Regions from separate parts of the Xenopus laevis genome. Here region 2 is linked to region 1. A link is a contact called in public Hi-C data. All regions are on one chromosome and are shown on one strand. The core of a region is the stretch at or near the end of the contact, and the rest is flanking DNA. Distances in the headings are between cores, read along the strand shown. Region 1 overlaps plxna1.L (plexin A1 L homeolog). Region 2 has its middle 25 kb from the start of plxna1.L.

Region 1 (3,022 bases), core at 231-2,730:
ATGTCATGGCCCCGCACCTTTTGACGTCACACCCCACCCCTTTTGTTCCCGCCCCCCACCAGTCGGTAAAAATTTAGGAAAAGATGGCAACCTTAGGTTGGAAGGGTAAAACATTTACTTCCTTGTTTTGTGACAAAAAGTCACGTGATTTCCCTCCCGCCCCTGATTTGCATATGCAATTTAGGTTTCGGTTCAGCCGGGCAGAAGGATTTGGCCGAATCCTGCTGAAAAACGCAGAATCCCAAACCGAATCCTGGATTCGGTGCATCCCTAGTAAAATGAATTCCTCCTTATCTGTAAGCCTGACAAAGACTGCAGCTTGGGGGAAGGGACAGATTTGTTTATACAGTGTGCAAAATCAAAATCAAAGACCCCTCTTGGTCCCAAGCCCTATGGATAGTTGAACTGTTCGGCGAGCAGCAAGCTTACTGCACACCTGTTGCATGGAGTGCCAAAGAGTTTAGAATTAAGAAATGTTGCTAAATAGTTGTGCTTCTTTCAAAACTTGGTTTAAACTCAACACTGTTGATTATTGTTGGTTCGAAAACATCGAATAGAAAAAAGAAATGGTTGCTTCAAAACAGCAGTATCCTGATTAGTTTGAATCCTGATCCCCCCCCCCCACCACCACCACAACAATCTGCATCTTCTGTGGGAGCGAAGAAAACACGAAAGGGAAAGGGCAGCAAACGTTGGGCCCATTTATATTCCCCGAGAGTCATTAAAGTACCAGTGAGCCTCCATGAGACAGACACTCTTTCACTCTTTCTTCCTCTTGCAGGGAGTTGGTTAATTAGGCTTGTGAATTGTAGCCCACTTAATAACGGCTGGTGATGGCTCATTCCTCCACGGCTCCCCAGAGCGGGTCCCGCAGGTGCCACTTTGCCGCTGTTCAGACTGCATTTCCATTGTTTATTTGGTGTTTGCAATGAGCTAGATTTATGTTCCCGTCTATCAGGGAGAATATTAATGTGCAGGGACCTGCGGTATCCAACCTGCATCTAGCACAGCTGGCACTTAGATGGAATGGTGCCAACCATGGGGCACAAGTGAAGGCCAGAGACCTCTGGTGTGTGTGTAATTTATATTATCAGTATAGCACCCACTCAAGGAGCCATAATTACATCACCTTTGTATTATTCACCTTTCCTGTTAAATAAAAGGCAAAATAGGTGAGATGTAATGATAATAAGCTCTGCCTTCAAGGGCTGGTTCCCGGTATGGAATCCCTTTAGAAGGAAAGCAACTCCCAGTATGGCCGACAGTCTTGTAGCAGTGAAATAGTTAACCGCTGCACGCACACACCCCTGTCTGAAATAGCTGCCGCCACGGGACCTCCGACTCCCCCCTGACATGTTGCAGTTTTGTTGCTTTCAAGTCTCCTGTTCATGAAAACATGTAATTAGCTATCCTTGAGCAGTCATCCCCCATACTTAGGCCAATGGCCTGCCCCTCTTGGGGACCTTGCATTGGGCACAGGCAGCAATATGGGGCTGCACGTTGCATCAGACTGTCTCTCTGCTGCTTGGAAGGGCCCTAAGGGAAAATGTGTTTTTCATTGTCAGCTGTGTGTGTGCATTTCTGTATCTTCCCACCCCACCCTCACTCTATCGTCTTTTGCTTGTGCTCACCACAAAGGACTGCTCTCCAGCTCCTTGCCAGGCCCACAGGGGGTTTTGTAGAACTGAATATTCTGCTTGGGTATATCTCAACTTGTGGGCCAACGAGTTTTGCCTCGCTCTGTTGTGTCCGAGCTATGGTACTCCAGCTGTGATTGTACCTCCCTTGGATGCTGGGAGCTGTAGTCCAAGGATCAGCCATAGAATGCACAGCTGTTAACTGGCAGCGTCTAGAATTTCGGTCTGTTTTTGACTGATAACGTAACACTGAATAAACTGACAAAAGTTTGTTTTGAGGGAAAGATTTGCTGCATTTGGTCGGACTAAATTATTTTCACATATTTTGAACATATTGGGCTTAGAAAAAAAGAAAATGTGCAAACTTCATTTCTTTTTTTTTTTTAATATACTTTGCCTGTGAATGACAGCTTGATGAAATCCACACCGCTACATGCTGGTATCCAGCGAGTATGCACACGATCATAACATAAACATATGGGCGAAGAGAGACGCTCCGCCACATGCTCAGGGCTTTAGAACAAATGTAATATCGGCACCTGCACACGTGCGAGCGCTGAGTGACAAGTGATGGGCCACCTCTGTGTGCTGTGGTTGAGCAGATGGGACAGGTGATGCTTTAGGGACCACTCGCCTTTAAAGGGAAATCAACCAACCAATTATGGATATAAGGGGAAATGGAATGCTATGTGCCTACTATTTTTTTTACATTCTGCCACTAAGTGGAGGATTTAGTGCAAACTAACAGCCACAAATGCAATATGGCATTGCTTCAAAGTCACCAGACAGGGCCGGCCTTAGGCCAATTGGGCCCAATAGGGCCCCGCACCTCTGGGGGCCCCGCACCACAGATAATATTTCCCTCAGCACATGCTGCTGCCTGGCCTGCCCCCAACTTTGTCCAGCCCATCCCCAAATCCATAGGTCCAGCCCACCCCCAACTCTGATAAGCCAGCCTATCCCCCAACTCCATTGGTCTAGCCTGCCCCCAACTCTCATAGGCCCAGCTTTCCTCCAACTTTGATAGGCCCTGCATGCCCCCAATCCAACCAAGCCTGCTCCCAAGCTGAATCGGCCCAGCCTGCCCCAAACTAATTGGCCCAGTCCACTCTCCTATTTCCTCCCTCTCTCTCTTACCCTGTGTGCCCCTATTATGTGCCCCTATTTCATCCCTCTCACTCTCTTACCTTGTCTGCCCCTTTCCTTTCTATTTTGTGCCTGTATGCCCTTATTTTCCTAAATACTTGGTGTGTCAGTAGCCAGAAACACTTTGTCTAGGGGCCCCGCCAACATGGTCCCAATTGGGCCCCACATTTGATAGGATCAGCCCTGTCACCAGACATCATTGACTCCTGATCATATCCACCTTGTTACACACTCCAGTA
Region 2 (3,165 bases), core at 175-2,674, 180 kb before region 1:
TCCAATCTTTCATTCAAAAGAAATTTATTTAAAGGGGTTGTTCACCTTTGAGTTAAAGTATCTTTTAGTATGATGTTGAGAGGGATATTCTGAGACCATTTGCAATTGGTTTTCATTTTTTTATTTCTTGTGGTTTTTGCTTTTTATTCAGCAGCTCTCCAGTTTGCAATGTCAGCAATGTGGTTGCTAGGGTCACCTAACACTAGCAACCATGCACTGACTTGAATAAGAGACAGGAACGTGAATAGGAGAGGCCTGAATAGAGAATACATAATACAAAGTAGCAATAACAATACATTTTGTAGCTTCACATAGCATTTGTGTTTTAGATGGGGGTCAGTGACCCCCATTTGAAAGCTGGAAAGAGTCAAAAGACAAATAAGTTAAAAAAAAAAAAACCAACTAATTGTTTTCAGATAGATCACCAGAAATAACGACTTTTTCCAATGAATTAATATTTTTTATGTGTCACCGTTTTTCTAATATTGAAGGTCTTTTTTTTTTTTCACCTCCTAAATCAGTTCTGGGAGGGGGGTCGCTGACCCTGCAAACTGTTTTAAATTGATACATTTAGTTGATACATTTTTTATCTTTGTACCTGTTGAGCAGAATCTCTGGGTTTCATTACAGGCAGCTGTTAGAATTGATACAATAGTTGCTAATACTCCAGAGATGCTGCTGAGAAATGGATCAACTAAATGTTGTAAAATTGTAACCGTTTAGGGTTAGTTCACACGAGGAGATTCGGGGAGATTTTCTCGCCTGGTGTCTAATCGCCTCGTCTTCTGAGCGTCAATCTCCCCAAACTGCCTCAGCGTGTTTTCCCATAGGCTATAATGAAAAGTCACCTGCGCTAAAGCACACGCGGCGATGCGTTTTCCATAGTCGCCGAAGTTGCCTCATGACTATGGAAAACGCATCGCCGTGTGTGCTTTAGCGCAGGCGACTTTTCAGCAAGCCTATGGGGAAACACGCTGAGGCAGTTGGGGGAGATTGTCGCTCAGAAGACGAGATGATTAGTCGCCAGGCGAAAAAGTCTCCCCGAATCTCCTTGTGTGAACTAACCCTCAGAGTCTGCACCTGAATTACTTAGCTGTCAGACTCAAACACCAGAGACACGAACATTCAGCTTTATACTTAGATTTTGGAAAGAACGGTAAAAAATAATGGATGGTAATTGAAAAAAGTCTTTATTTCTGGGGAACAATCTGAAAACAACTTAACAAAATTTTGGAAGGTGAACAACCCCTTGAAGGTTTGAGATTGAGCTTTATACATGCCTCCCAAAGCAGCAGAGAGGTAGTGGGAATGATAATTTCATAGCAGAACTACACTTCCCTGCACCCCCTCCACTTGCATAGTTGGTTTCATAGGTCAGTGCTGGTGTCAGTGTATTAAGTATTTATATACTCAGTTAGTGGCCTGCAAATCCTTCAGGGCTACAGGTTCCCATGCAACGCCTCCATCTGCTCACGGTAATGTCACTGTCTCTTTAACTCTGTGGTATTTATCAGTGGTATTTATGAGGCATCCGATTGCAAGTTGTAGGGAACAGTCTTGCTTTGGGGTAATGCCGCACTGCTTTAACTTACATTTAACGGGCGCTATGAGTAAGGATAAATGGCAGGAAGATTGCACCCTGCTGTATGTGGGTGGGAGTTATAACCTTTTAAGCAACTCTTATATGAATGTCTGTAACCTGCAATTTTCTCTTGTGTAACAGAGCGGTGGTGAGATATCGTGGCCTATAGAGTCTCTGCTGGTTTTTATTCAGCCTGGGTATATATTTTATGGCGGCCTGAGGGACTTGAATGGGGAGCCTTTGAATAGTGCTGCTCCCTGCTGAGTCAGATGGGACATTCCTGCAGTGGGTGCCCTGTGCCTGGGTGGGGGGGGGAGGGTGCAGCTGTTATCACTTCCATGGGTGACAAAGCCTTTAAAGCTGCAGGCTGCCCAACCATTCACCTGCTTTCATCCTATAATAACCCTTTTATATTCTCATTAAACAAGATGCTATTTTCAGTCACATTACATTGCTTAGTGGTTTTGTTTACTCTTCCTGGGCTAAACTTTCTTACCTATACAGATATACAACACCCACAGTGTCTTTATAGGGTGCTGGGAGAAGTAGGGGGTGCTGGGAGTAGTAGGGGGTGCTAGGAGTAGTAGGGAGAGTTTATCTATGGGCTGGTAGGACATAACTGCTTCCCTTTCTCCGGGAGCCGCCAGTATATAATGGAAACTCACTGATGAAATGCTTTGCCGGATTGTCCAATTATTTAACATGTTCAGCCCCCAGTTTGAGGACGGAGGACAAGCTTCCAATCACATTAAAGCCTCTCACATTGAGCTGCGTCTCCATGTTTTGGGCCTGCGGGGGGAATCTTATTGAATACAGCTATGAATAGTTAATATCTTACACACATCATCGCTGGATGGAAATTATAGACTATATTGCTTCTGAGTCATTATACAGGGATCCTGGAAACGTAAATCTGCTTAAACACTCAATGAGAAAATTGCAATTGGCCCCTGATTGGTGCATTTCTGTATTCGTATATTCCCATAGCAATTAATATCTATTGATGCATTATATCAACTTGAGATCCACTTGCGAGGTCGCCAAACGAGCGGATCTCTCCCCGATATGTCCACCTTGAGTTGGGCGATATCAGGCTGAGCCAGTCGTCGGCCCTAGGGCCCAATGATCAGATCACAACATTGGCTATACGGTGGTCAGATCGAGGACTGCATCAACATACCGTTGCTGTCCTTGATCCAACTGGATTTTTAACCCTGCCCGCTCAACAACTGGCCAGATATCGATCGCGGAAGCCCCTTAAGAGGGCCCCATACAATGCCCAATTGTGATCTGTTGGCATCTTAATACAGTTATGGGACCTGTTATACACAATGCTCAGGACCTGGGGCTTTCCCGATAACAGATCTTTCCGTAATTTGTATCTCCATACCTTAAGTCTACTTGTTTTGCCTCCAATAAGGATTAATTATATCTTAGTTTGGATCAAGTACAAGGTACTGTTTTATTATTACAGAGAAAAAGGAAATCATTTTTAAAAATTTGGATGAAATAGAGTCTGTAGGCTATGGCCTTTCTGTAATTCGCAGCTTTCTGGATAATGGGTTTCCAGGGTTAACTAGGAA

What was found. A called contact is a pair of places that touch in the nucleus more often than the background predicts.
Region 2: a Hi-C map of the XTC cell line shows a contact between it and region 1, with 2.4 times the contacts expected there. The contact joins two enhancer-like sites. A contact is called at or near these places in 2 of 4 Hi-C or Micro-C datasets (the XL177 cell line and the XTC cell line).

Annotation. Positions count from the first base shown.
Region 1 is chr4L:133,941,424-133,944,445 of Xenopus_laevis_v10.1, reverse strand. The region is part of intron 8 of plxna1.L (plexin A1 L homeolog); the gene reads left to right. Among protein-coding and RNA genes, the nearest start is that of plxna1.L, 160 kb to the left of the region's middle. Within about 2 kb of position 1,480, at least 2 of the 7 cell types and tissues checked have an H3K27ac peak or open chromatin away from gene starts, as enhancers often do.
Region 2 is chr4L:134,122,605-134,125,769 of Xenopus_laevis_v10.1, reverse strand. It overlaps a transcript of plxna1.L not described here. Among protein-coding and RNA genes, the nearest start is that of plxna1.L, 25 kb to the right of the region's middle. Within about 2 kb of position 1,424, at least 1 of the 7 cell types and tissues checked has an H3K27ac peak or open chromatin away from gene starts, as enhancers often do.